Regions from separate parts of the Rattus norvegicus genome. Here region 1 is linked to region 2. The links are chromatin contacts, called in public Hi-C maps. All regions are on one chromosome and are shown on one strand. Each heading gives the region's core, a stretch centred on a gene start, on an enhancer-like site or on the middle of the called end of the contact. The rest is flanking DNA. Distances are from core to core; before and after follow the strand shown.

Region 1 (7,270 bases), core at 2,610-5,109, 130 kb after region 2:
TAATCGGAACAAGCCTCCCTTTGGAACTTCATACAATCTCACATGGGAAACCGTGCAGTTTAGGGAGAGCCGTGAGCACTGACAATCAGCTCTTACTTAAGATTAAGCGCCAAACACAGAGAGGCCTCCAACTGAGTTCTGAGATGACTCCTTGCCTCGCTGTGATGATGGGCCCATTTCTTTAACTCACGGCGCCTCAGTTTCTTCGCCTCCACTCTGAACTCATTGAAGATGCACACAGAATAACTGGTGTCTGAAAGCTGGGGTGTGCTTAATGAATTTCAGGTTACGATTATCCCCAGCACTGGACACTGTGGGTGACAACCTCTGGATTGTACCATGAAGGCCTCTGAATGGACTGACTCCTGTATCACTCCAAGGATCATACGTAATTACAGATCTGAAAGATTTTTATTTTGACAAAATTATATATCAGGAGCAGCTAATATTGTTGCATGGCACAGTAAATTATACAGCAAAATGTATGCTTGTCTGTGAATGGCTGTACGTAGACAGTTCGACAACGCTATGCTGACACCTTGTGGTCAAAGCTTTGACTGCATCCAAACTAGCATTTGCACAGAGCACCCGGTGTTCTCCACTTACCACTCCTGTTTTCACAATCCTGGTCCCTTGGAATATCCGGGTAGTGTTAGCTGAGAAACAAAGAAGTTGTGATGTTAACAACACACAAGGCTCAGATGTGCTCCCGATAAACCCTCCTACGAACACACATATCTAAACTACACGTGATTTTCACGTTACAAGATATTATTCCTTTGTACACTTTGTGACCATTTCAACATAGGACCCTCGTCCGAGTCATGCAGACATATTCAGACGATCGAGGCAACTGTTCCTGTCACACAATTCATTTAAAATGTGTAATCATTACGGTTTTGTTTTACTGAGCTATAACTTCAACAATAGTAAAATGTCCAAGGACTGAATTATTTTTACATCTAATGCCTGAGCTACTCCGCTCACATTAAGACGTGTTTTCAAGAACTGTTGGCTTTCTGGGTTTCATATATTTTTTTTATTTGAATGGGTTTGTTTTTTCTCTATTACTGCCTTGGTCGCCATTTCTCATCCTTTCAGTGATCCTAACATGTATATCTTTAAGTTAGGACAGTTGGCCATTTTCTAAATTTGTATTACATTTATGTATGTATTTATTAGAGGGCTGGGAAAGGGGTGTTTGGGGAGGGAAGGGAGGCAGTGCACATTGTGGGGACCAGAGCACAGCTTGGCAGAGTTGGTTCTCTTGGTAAATCACGTGGGTCCCGAGGTTTGGCTGTGAGCGCCTTCACAAACGGAGCCATCTTGCCAGCCCTACCTATAGTTTACCTTAAGTTAATCCCTTGACTGTTTCTGGCAACAACTCTGTTGCTTTCCTCCCACTGTGTACTGTTGTGTGCTCTCTTCCTGCTTGGATCTGATAGTCTCTATGGATTACACAGTCACATGATTTTGCCTTCGACGCACGCTGCCCTATCTGGTGTCCATGTTCTGCAGCTGCGCTCACCCATGAGGGCATTCTTAAGCAATGCCACTGTGGTATCCATCGAGTTGTATGAATGGGCAAAGAATATAAAATCTACCGTGTTAGTCAATTTAAGTGTCTGCACCACCTAATCTAGAAATGGCAAGGGACCCACACACATTTCTGGTTGCCCTATAAGTTTAAAACAAAAAACCAACCCAAACCCCAAACCACCCTGACTGTGGCATTAACTTTAGAGAGTTGACCACTCCTCTTCGTGGACACCTGGTGTCCTGTTTATCACACATGTTCTTGACTGACCCCATGGATACCTGAGTTCACAATCCTGGCCTAATGGCACTCCCATTTTGTTTAAGTACAGTGTGCACAGAGAGAAATGTGGAGAAGGTCTACGAGTCGATGCAACTGTTTAAATTAGGGGTCAAACAAGGCAGCTAGGGAAGTGACTCTAACCTGGGACAACATACAGACCCCATGATCCCTGAGCTATTCACACAGATGTGCACACATCCTGCCTCCTTAATAAAAGACAAAGGGCTCCCAGGAGCTCTACCTTCTGTGCTCTTTAAAGGGGCTCGAAGCAGGCCAGTAAACTCGGTAGCCATTCCACGAGTCTGCTGGCTTTTTCTTAGTTTGTCTTAGTCTTGAACTGTCTCTACCTAGGTAGCCACGATGTTGCTGATGAGATTATTTGGGCCTTTCAGACTACGAGCCCTTTACGGAGGGATCAGGGGACCCAAGCAAACGTTGTTAAAGGGGAACTAGGACAACTGAACTTTGCTCAAGCTTCTCAATGGCCCGTTTCCTCCCAGGACTAGTCATGGCTGCATTCTCTGGGCAGGTGACTTTGTCTCTGAGATCTGATTCCTTTCTACTGCCCGACCCTCTTAGGCGTTCATGATTTCGGGAACCACTGATGTTGGTCACTCCTCAGGAATCACAGCAGTTCCAGGACCTGTCACTTGGGCTTTCATAAAAACAAACACATGTATCACCGTGGCTCTGATTTGCCTAAGACGTGACAAGTGTATATACATCAGTTGTATATAACCAATTCCCCTCTGACATCTTGGTTCTTTATGCCAGAACACTGCACATCAGGCTTCTTCTCAAGGTTGAAGACCTGGGGCAGGGAGTGCCCTGCACTCTACAGTGTCCACTGCCATCTACGAGCCATGGAGCCTTAGAATAAGAACACGAACTCTGTCCAGGAGCTAAGGAAGAGATTTATCTCAAGTTACTTGCACTCTGAACATAATCTCCCCTTTTGTAAAGCCAAACCAAACCAACAACCCATGTTCCCAACAACAAAACAAACAAACAAACAAAGACAAGCCAAACTCCAAAGAAAACCCCTACATATGATGCCCGGGTTGGAGTAAAGCAGCTGAGGTGGAAACAGTCCATAATGGAAGCCACGCTCTATAAGTGTCTCTTGCTACTAGAACTGCTAATAATGTGTCATGGTGGCTAAGTATACTCATTGGTATCTTCGTCTTTACTTCACTTTATTAATTTGTTTACTCACTGTGTGTGCCTGTGTGTACCTGTCACAGCATGTGGGAGCATGCCATAGATATGCCCTTTGAGGTCAGAGGTCAATTTTCTCCTTCCACCATGTGGCTCTTGATGCTCAAACTCGGGCGTGCTGAACGGGTGTCTTTACCCGCAGAGCTGCCTCACCGGACTAATGCTTTAGTACATGATACAGATCATAAACACTGCTAGAGTCACCATATTAATTCTCCATGTGTGCTCCCAGGCTCCCAGATCTGATGTATACTTATTTCTAAAAAATGGTTACTATGGGGACAACTTTACTGGAATTCTTGAAGATTCTTTTTTTTTTCCTTTGTGAAAACTTGAGTCTGGATTAGGAGGTCAGTTTTGCACCTTGCTCTCTGTGGTCCCTAAGCAGTAGGAAATGGATGGGCAGTGAAGGACAGTGGGCGGACACTGAGGAAGGTCCCCGTTGGCAGGGGCCTTGCATGGATGTTGTTGGAAAACACTGCCTGTGTGGGGAGGTGTGACCAGAGGATCTGTTTCTTTCTCAGCACAAGGAGACAGATGCAGAATACACAAGGAGTCGCCGCTCTGAGCAGAGACAGTGGAGAACATGTAGGGACACCAGTCCTTTTCAAAAAGCCACAGTGACCAGACTTTTAAAAGGCTCCCTGGTTTGAATTTCTAGCTGATGGGGCCGTTTTCGAATTGCATTATATTATAAACCTTTAATTTTTCAGAGTCTTTGCAGAAGCCAGGCAGTCCAGGGCTATTAATCAAAGGAGGCCGCTCTGCAACTCTCAGGCTCCCAGTCCAGCCAAGGGGAGGCCTAATCATGATTTATGGGTCTGAAGTTCCCAGGCCTGGCCACAGCAAGTTCCCTGACTGATCTACCTTTTCATTCTCTTTGCCACACAGACCCTGCCGGGGCTCAAGGCTCTTGCTCAACAGATGACACGATACATTCTAGCTAAATGTGGGCGCAGATTTATTTATTTACGAGAAGGCGCAACTATGGTAAATTTCAGTTAAGATTTTAAAGAGACGGATGAAATCAGTAGCAAAGAATTTTTAAAAGCCACATGTAAATTCCAGTTCCTTGGAAGAGAAAGCTCTGCTGGAGGACTTCCTCCCTGGATTCACCATTTACTACCTTTTCCTAGCAAACCTCACAAAGACTGAAACTTTAGGACCACTGAAATAGTAAAGGCTTATAATAGAAGGCAGTTCTAAAACGGGAGCATTTGGACGTCACAATTCTTGGACTCTGAATGTTCAACTGGTAGAGTCTAGGCTAATACTTCACAACAACGTATAAGGTGTTGCTAGCCCAGAGTCCTGTGATTTTTTCTCGTAGTCATTATTTCATGCATGTCATCTGGTGTTACTGGACCATGGTCCCCGTGGATGGTCAGAGTGGCGAACAGCAGCTTTAAGAAGATAGATTACATTTTTTTTTTACACCACGGCACAGCGAGCGATTAGCAGCTGGCACTCACACCCAGCACCGTCCGTCCATGCAGAGCCCACCTCCAACCTGGCATTCTTCAGTACTGGATATGCTCGCCAGTTACCAGGGCCATCTTGCTAGGATTCGCTTTCCTAGGCCCCGCTGCCAAGACTTGGAGGCGGTTGATTGGAGGGGGCCTTCCGACTGCGAGGAGCGCTCTCAGGCTTCCAGATGCTGCTAGCTCAACCTGACCACATGCTTTCTAGATAGGCTTTGCAATTTTATCCACACTCCTGGAAGCTTCCAGGGGAAAGCCCAGATGTTTAATTAGATCCACAGCTCAAAAAGTTAAGAATCAGCTGAGTGCAATCACATATGCCCAGTGACACTCTGTTACAAAAAAGACATAGGGAACAAAAACGGGGTAACGGTGGCCTGGTGTACACCTTTCGTTTTACAGACAGGAAGCAGAGGCCCTGAAGAAGTAAGGAGCTTGAAGGGTCAGCACCTCTGTGTGGAGCCCAAGGCCCAGACCTTTAGTTTCATGATGGGCTTGGCATCTGTTATGAGATTGGACCACAGTTGACTACTGATGTCTGTAAATAATTCTAGAACCAGGATTAGGTTGTGGTATCTAAGACGGACTATATCGTATCATTACTTTGATAGAGAGTTAACTCAAACCTTGTATATGCTAAGCACATGCCACACGACTGATGGCTGACATAGCTATCTAACATTCTAGTTTTTCTGAGGCCAGAGATGGCTCAGTTGTCAAAAGCACTTGCTGCTCTCTATAGGAGCTGGCTTTGTTTTCTACATAGCAGCTTACAACTGTCTGTAACTGTAGTTCCGGGATAGCTTCCACCCTCCTCTGGCCTTCGTGGGTACTGCATGTATGTGGTGCGTGCACACACATGATGCTACAACATCCATACCCACAGAACAAGTTAACAGAATAAAACTCCAATATTTCATTCATGAAATCTTTGCACTGACTTTGCTTTTAAAAGAAAAAAAATCACCCCATCAAAATGTGACAAAGCCAAGTTTTATTGGCTTTACCCTCAATTTGGCCCTAGATCCCCCTAGATGCCCCCAGTCAGCACAGAACAGACATCTCCAGACTGGAACCCATGAAGACCCTGTACACCCAGACTTGTGCAAATCGCAAGGCCGAATTTTATGTCTTGGGCTCCAGTTCTCAATGGGCCGTGAAGATGAGCCAGGCTAAACACCTAAGAAAGAGGCTATGGCAGGACTCAGGGGGAGATCACACTAACTGACTTATTCTTAAACAGGCACAGCTGGAAAATATCAATAAACAGCCCCTCTTTCTGTCTCCTCTTTTGGCATCTGAAACCTCCAACCCCAGTGACAGATCTTAATGAGCAGAGCTCACTGAATATGGATTACACCCTACACGGACCAAGTTCCTTTACTTCTGGCCAAGTCCCTAAGGGACAGGCAGCCTGAGGCGCATCAGGGGCATGGAGGGGATAAGCGGACTTACCTTGGAAAAGCATCGTCTGGCTGAAGTCACTGCGCATGTCGTTCCGACACACGGCCTGTACGCGGAACAGGTAAAGGCTATCAGGTGAGATGTGGCTGATGGTGGCTTTCTGTGGGGGAAGAAAGAGAGGCACTGAGCTGGCTTTGAAAGCTCACAGATGTAGTTTACCTGAGAACAAACCTGGGCATTCTGGGATTTGCAACTGCAGGCTTTCTCTGGAGAGGACTGCTTAGAACCTGTTTTCAACACTGCAGAAATACTAACACTGGTCCACAGTTTGGAACGTATCTTTAGCCTACCTGTTCCCAAAGCCTGGACTTCTGTCAGAATCACTGTGCTTTAGAAACTGTAATTATTATCTATAAGAGCCTTCACAGTTATTAAATAAAAGATCGTCAGAGCAATGTCCACTTTACAACAGGAAATTCTCTGCCTGTATAGCTTTCTTCCTGTTGTTATCTTAAGGCCTCCTTACAAAGAGTAAAAACCTATGAAGTTATAAGATGTAACTTTGTCATACTATTTTCTAGATGTGTGAGTCTGCAACATTTGCTGAGTCTCCGGCTTCTGTTACTTTCAGATGTGCTGTGTGGGTAGGAAGAGTCACCTAGCGAGGCTGTGTGACTCGGGCCATGCAAACTCTGCTCATAGGAACACTGACCCTAGCAACGGCAGGGGACAGCAAGCTATAGATCTGGCTGGCTATCGGCTAGTAGGAAAAAAGGTCTACTGGCATATAGGCAAACCATTGTTGTTGTGGTGGGTGGTGGTAGTGGTGGTGGCGGGGTGTGTGTGTGTGTGTGTGTGTGTGTGTGTGTGTGTGTGGTCAGTGTACTTTTACCCAATCACTAACAAAGTTAAGAAGTTATGACCATATGGCCTGAAGGCCCAAAATACCCACTGTCTGGCCCTTTCCAGATTACTGCTTATTAACTGTCATTAGACACCATCGCCCACATCCGGGTCACCATTCCTTGTCGGTTTGCCTCAGCAGACTTTAACCCTGAGGAAACAGAACATACCTACAGAACAGGCACTACTGCTTCTGGAGAAACAAGCAGTGAATGCTACTGGTCTCCAGAGGTGCTGACAGATTCTGGGTCTCCTCGCAGACGTGTGTACCCTGGGCCAGTCTGAACTGAACTATCAAGAGGGTATTCCTTGTGTAGCTACCATAATCCTCTATGCTGGTATTAGCGTGTGACCACGGCAACACTGAGAACAGCTTCCTCATGGGAACAGGGAGTTAAGTGTCACTCAGCCACAGGCTGCATGAATTTCTCTTAGGAAAAAACAG
Region 2 (6,696 bases), core at 3,852-6,351:
GTGTGTGTGTGTGTGTCTGTGTGTGTGTGTGTGTGTGTGTGTGTGTGTGTGTGTGTGTGTGTGTGCATCTGCAGCAGGAAGCTTAGAGATCACATATCAATCACGTGCAGGAAACAGGGAGTGCACACTGGAAGGGAGGTAAGGCTATAAACTTTTGGAGTCCACTCCCAATGACACACTTCCACCATCAAAGCCAGACCTCCTGAGGGTTTATACTCTTCCCAAACAGCATCACTAACTGGAGACCAAGGGTTCAAACACGCAAGCCTACTGGGAACATTTTTTTTATTCAAACCATTGTAGTTTCTGAACAAATGCAACTTTGTGTCCTGGGAATTTCCAAACTAGTTCTCAAGCTTGCTTAGTTACATCTCAGTAACATCTTTAGGGCCATTCATTGTTTTGTTCTTGACTATGTTTTTTTCTTTTTACTTAAGAATCCAATAGAATGTCTCAATTATTTAAATATAGTTGAGGTTTAGCTTCACCTCAGAGGCCTCTACTGATATTTTCTACATTAGTTCTAACTCATTAATTATGTGATATTCAGAACAAAGAAATTACACCAAGATCATAAGTTCATGCAAAATGTTTTTGGAAAGGTGTGGAAAATCTGTATCCTAAAAAAGCCCTTAAGTACATTTTCACTCTTAATCCTCATAGTCTCCATTCCGCTCTGTGTAACTCAGTATTTGCTCACACAGCGGGTCAGTCTTTGGTAATCAGGAGCTCACACAGGCCTGCCGCCCTCTGATCTGTAGCCTGCCTGAAGAAAGAATTCCGATGCATCCCTACTCTGTTCTCTCTACTTCAGCTCCAGGCACTCATCGATCCTTGCTCATTAAAAGGAAAACCCTTGAGAACCAAACAGCCACACCACTCGCTCCAGGTAGTAGCAATCAAGTCTTCCGATTTAGTTTCTCTAACTTTTCACAGCAATTTCCAGAGTATCCTATATATTTCCATTTAAAAATAAATATTGTTAACACCATTGGGCAAGTAAGACATATGGCAATATAGAATGCTTTGGTAGCACTATGGCTGTGACTTAAATTACTGTGGATCAAACTGCCAGAAGCTGAGAAGAAGTGAATTTCCCTCTCCCTTTATCCTGTAGTGAGGATAGAGGATAGCTGTATCATGCCTATCGATGAAAATATTTAACAATAAAAACCGAAAACACTGCTTTATAACTTAAATAATATAGTCTTACTACCAAATGTTTTAGTCATAGGATCTCTTGGAAGCTTGAATGGAGGCAAACTCTAGGGTTTTAATTATGGATGAAGCCACACAATTCTGGAAGCACAGTATAGCAAGCAGCCAAAAACGTTACACATACAATTTTATTCCAAATGGGCACACTGGCCAAATGGTGAGGCCCCGTGCACTCACACACTTTGACCACCTACTCCATAACCGCCCAAAAGGCATCTGAGAAATGAGCTCTCACACAGTGAATTCCACGTATTTACTGGGGAATTAGTTGGACAAAATCAAACGGTTCCCATTTCTGTGACGTTTAGTGTTTGAGTCGGGTCTAAACGCATGACAGCTTATGGTCTTTGTGGTCCTTTCTCGAAGGGGAGAGTATGAGAAACGTGAAGATGCGCTTTCTGCTGCCTCCTGCACAAAAGTGACCTTAATATTCTTCCTGTCGTCATTGATCTTTTTGGTTGACAGAAAAAAAATTTAGCTTATGTAAACTTCACTTTTTTTTTCACTTTCAGAAAGCAAGAATCCATATGCTATTTGCCTAACTAACATGGGCTTGAAAAAGACATTGGCTCATTAATTCCGCTAGTTACTAAAAACAAAGAGGCGATGTGAGTAAAACTTGTGAGATGCACGTAAACACCTTAGCACGGGGGTTGGGAAAACATCCACAAGTCATGGGAATTACCTGCAAGAGCTGGAGGTTCCTTCTACAAGCAGTCTCCGTGGCTTGGAGAGATGCCCTTTCTGTGCTTTGATCTCCGAATTTATTTTTCATTTTCTGAAGTAACATTAATCTTTGGGACACTCTGGGGGAAAAAAAGCAAAGATTATATACAGAGGAAAAACTGAAAAGCGAACATTTTATTGCTTGACCGATAGATAGCATTTCTTTCTTAATTGCACCTCCCCTCAGCAATGACCTGTTATTGAGAGCCAATTAGTATATCAGCGAATGAGAAAATGGAAAGAGTAGATAGTTTGCTGTGTCTTAAGTCAATCTGGGTAAATTTGTTTTTGTTTTCATTGACATATACTTCCCAAATGCCGTAAGTCCATGCCTCTGGTTTTTTTTTTTTTTAGCCTCTGCGGTCCTCTGAAATTATTGTAATGTTGGAGATATGTAACTTTTGGGGAAGATGCAAACTGTAATACATACAGTTATATATACCTCCCCACACATATACACTGCTATAACTCGCTATAGGAAACCTTCTGCTTAACACTTCAGTACCCCTGAATCTCATGTTACACATTTAGAATTGTGCTAAACTTCCATATGTTTGAAGAAGCAATAAAAATATATTTTTTTTATCTCCTTCTCCAAGAGAAAGATGATGGTTTGATACATGAGTGAGAGGCAGTATGCATGCTTACAAGGTAAACCAGTGTTTGTGGACAGAAGCGGTGAGCAAATTCTTTAACTATTTCATTACACAGAGCACAAATTTTCCATTCATTTTTAGGAGTTTTTTTTTTTTTCTTTCTTTTTTTTTTTTTTTGGTTCCCTAAATGACGAGAAATTACACATGATAATGAAAAATATGTAAGTGGTCTACAGAGAACAATGTAATTAAATAAACAATATGGTAAATAACTGTTTCATAGGGATGTCTTGAACGCAGAACTGAAAAGGCCAAAGAACATTTGTGTTGTTTTTGTTTTTATGAAAAATAGTACGTTAGAAGGCCAAAGAGCAAGATCTGGACATTACACAATAGGAAAATCTGAGAGCCCACAGACAGATGAAGATTATTATTAACTAGAAGATCATGGCTACCTATGCAATATGTTGGATTAAGTGCAAAATGATTAAGGACAATGGCATTTGAGCATCCAAGCAAGTGTAAGACCCATGACTATACAGGGCACACTCCACGAGCACAGAGCCAGCTCTGGATAAGAAATTTCAAGAAGTCTACTGAAAGCCAAGCTTGGAGCTGGAGAGCTGGCTCACAAGTTATGGGTTCTTGCTGCTTTTCTTGTGGATTTGAGTTTAGTTCTCAGCATCCACATAAAGCAGCAATCACCTGGCTTAGTTCCTGGGGTTCGGGTGCCCTCTCACCCTCTTCTGTGCTGCCTGACCATCTGGATTCACACATGCATATTCACACACACAATCGTGTAATTGAAAGTGTTTAATAAAGGTTTAAAATTTTTATTAAAAAAAAAAAAAAAAAAAGAGCCAAGCATGGTGGTAACTACCCTTACTCCAAACATTCAGGAGACAGAAGCAGAAAGATTAGGGGTTCAAGATCAGTTTTGGTTGTGTAGAAAGTTCAAAACCAGTCTGAGTTACGAGACCCTGTCTCGGAACCCCTACCACCGCAAAGTTTCTATTAAAGTCTAATGTGAACCTTAGGGTAGAGGAAGGGAACATTTTGATATTAATGTGTAAAAATAAATAGATATATGGGTGTTTCGAACATAATTGTGCCGTTTAATTTCCTTCTTAAGAGACAATGAAATTATCTACAATAAAATGTCCTGTCAGAAAATGACACTTTCACATTTTCAAGTCTTCCTGTGCATGATTCACTAAAAAAGCTAGCATATACTCTTGTGTTCGGAGTATCATTTTCAAAAACTTACATTTCTTCATGTCTTTTAGAAAGGTGAACTTCTTGAGTAAACAAGGAAGTCATCTTTAATCAAAGCTGGGCTGTTACGTTTTCTGCTAAATAGTAAAAACATTTAGTTATTCCCCCACCCTCAACCCCGTGTGTTCAGCTATGCAACTTGATTTTAGTACCGAAATAACACATGAATTCTCTCAAAAGAGAAAACTGGCAATTTCATGTGTAATGTGAAGGAATGCACTCGAGCACATTTTTATTAATGATTCACTCAAAACACCATAGGCTGAGTAAACTCAAGGCGTTTCATATTTTCTACCTCCACCCAAACTCTAAATCTTCAGCAGAATTTCAACAAATAGACAGCTGGAGCCAAGACTAATGGACAGTTTAACAGGCAGAAAGGAAAAAAAAAAAAACCCTAAAAATTCAACACAGGAATATCATCGCTTATGCATGTGCACACGCATAGACCGAAAGGCAAACAAGGATGAGAACCAACTGGGAACTCAAGGTCTTGCCTTCTGCGGAAGGTTACCAGTTCTACCATGCATGACCCTTCCAGACAAGGGAAGTGCTTTTTTTTTTTTTCCTGTGTAACTTAGGAAAATCTCGATTTAAGTCCTCTCACCACATCCTAGCAGGTCAGCACTCTCGTTTGGAGAGTTTCTATGACTCACTACACCAGGCGCAGGCTCCCCTTGGCTTAAGAACTTGCACCAGTATAGATGGTGGTCTAAGGACGTGCTCTGAAAGCGCTGGGCTGAAAAAGCACAAAAGGGACACAAATACAACGAAGACGGTCCACGAAGGAGGCTTTCCTAAACTTTCTGAAATTAAACGTTCGTCCCTGAATCGCTCAGGGTCGGATGCAGACAGGAAGCCTGAGCTCTGGGTCAGCGCACTGCACAGGAGCCTGTCTGGCCCTTCCGCAGGCTCCTTCTCCCGCCAGGGCGGCCTCCAGGGCCCAGAGGACAGCCGCCCGTCTCCCGCCCAGCTTCCTCGCCTTCCTCCCAGCGAGTTCTGCAGCCGACTAGAGCAGCGTCCACGCTCCCCTGGAAAGTCACTCCTGCTGACTCTTCCTCTCCTTGGGAGCACTTCAAGAAAAACTCCGCCTTTTGAAGCGAGCAAGTGCCCAACGGCTACCCCAATTCCCGCCTTTCGTCCTCGGAAAACTCTTAAAAACCCTCCTCATCACCTGGCTCCCCCCTCATTAGCTTTCCCCTCAGCCGCCCGCTGGCCTCAGGGGCCACAGGCTGGGACCACACTGCGCCCACCTTTGAGCTCTTCCGGGAACGCGCCAGGGCCTACGCCTGCGCAAGACGTGGGCGTGGCCAGGCAGCCATCTTTGCGTACTTTACGCTCCTGACGTCAGTCAGAGTCCCAGCTTCAGTGTGGCTCTGCTCGGGTTGGGGTACCTACCTCATAGAGGACGAGACTGTGGAAGATACCCAGAAGGAGCCTTAGGAACCTGGAGGAAAATCTGTTAGCTCAAACTTTTAAAAAGTGGGCTCTGCATATGTTAAAAAGTCTTCAGGGGCGTCAGCTGGCTTGCAGGAACCTTGGGGTCGCACAGATCAACCAACAAGTCCACAGCCTTGTGTCGTTTAGCCCTAGGGCACACCTTCCAAGTGCAAACGTGTGCTCTTAAGCATCATTTTATTCCTTGAAATAACTTTGTGAGAGTGTAGTTCTATTTATTCTCAGCTTATAGAAAAAGACATGGAAGAGTGATAAAGTCGGACTAACAGTTACTCAGCTGGTAAAGGGTAAAGAGGACTTAAGACATTTCAGTTAGTTTTTCTTTCTAGTTACCTACAGTAAACTTTGCAACCAGTTTGGACCCTTTGAACTCACTGTTTCTTTTGAAAGCCTCTTTCCTGCACATTCAGATAGCTTCACTTCTTCATATCTTTTTGTTTTGCTCTTCTGAGACAGGGTCTCACTATGTAGACCAGGCTAGACCTTGAAATCACAGGTCCCTGCCTCAGCCTCTGGTCCTGGGAGTAAAGGTATGGGTTATGATAATTGGCGCTTCATATGATGGTACTTCCTCAATAGAGGCATCATTTCATTCTCAGTATGGGATTTCTCCTTTCCCCAGCTACATTTTTCTCCACAAAAGAACACTTTGTATTTTGTAAAGTTCCCTTTAAATTTTGGGGTGTGTGTGTGTGTGTGTGTGTGTGTGTGTGTGTGTGCGCGCGCGCGCACGCGCGCGTGTACTTAATTAGTTCCAACACTCCAAGGTACTAACAGGAAATTCTGGTGTATATGTTAATCCTGAGATTCACCAGAAAAACCAGCTTCACTATTTGGGGCCAAGTTTAAAGTAAACCTTAATCAATATTAAACGCTAAGAGATGGACTTTGGTCAGGGCTCTTCCCTGGAGTTTCCCACCCGAGAATGTTGCACATGTTGCTGGGGGTTATGAGGGCAAACTTATACAGCACAGGTTTTACTCCCCCCCCCCCACGAGGTTTTTTTTTTCCCCCAAGAACTACAATTCCCAGCATTCCAGGAAATTACCTGGTTCCTGGGCGTGTGTGGGGCTTACAGGTTAAATTTTGGGTGTTTATGAGACCAAGATGACTACAAATACCTCACAGGTTGAAATAAGACCAAAACAGAAAACATACCTTGCAGGATGAGAGTTCTGTTTATAGTTAGAACAGTTTACTTGATGGTAAAATCTAGCTAAGCGTTAAGTCCGGTTTAGTTAGTTCGTATGTCAAGTCCCTGCTACTTAAGGTTTCTACTTGCAATCAAGAGTAAGTTCCTGGTCTGATGCAGACTGCTTGTAACCCCATTCACTGATGATTATCTATGCCTTTGTGACTCTGTGTAACCTGTTCACTTGTTGCCTATCCTTACCTTTGCACCTTCCCTTCTCATTGTATTCTT

What was found. A called contact is a pair of places that touch in the nucleus more often than the background predicts.
Region 1: a Hi-C map of the A7r5 cell line shows a contact between it and region 2, with 3 times the contacts expected there. The contact joins the enhancer-like site here to the promoter of Cep15 in region 2. A contact is called at or near these places in 7 of 12 Hi-C or Micro-C datasets (the A7r5 cell line, Schwann cells, frontal cortex and 4 more) and 1 of 1 datasets of contacts at active chromatin or transcription factors (oligodendrocytes).

What each region holds. Positions count from the first base shown.
Region 1 is chr15:15,396,397-15,403,666 of GRCr8, forward strand. It overlaps Ptprg (protein tyrosine phosphatase, receptor type, G), which reads right to left. Exons shown (of 30, transcript NM_134356.2): 10 at 5,974-6,082; 11 at 607-656. Among named protein-coding and RNA genes, the nearest start is that of Cep15, 130 kb to the left of the region's middle. Within about 2 kb of position 3,860, at least 1 of the 93 cell types and tissues checked has an H3K27ac peak or open chromatin away from gene starts, as enhancers often do. A contact at or near this core is called in the A7r5 cell line, where this site is marked.
Region 2 is chr15:15,260,374-15,267,069 of GRCr8, forward strand. Cep15 (centrosomal protein 15) reads right to left here and starts at 5,102. Exons shown (of 5, transcript NM_001106026.2): 1 at 5,069-5,102; 2 at 3,808-3,892; 3 at 1,904-2,024. The coding sequence starts at 3,860.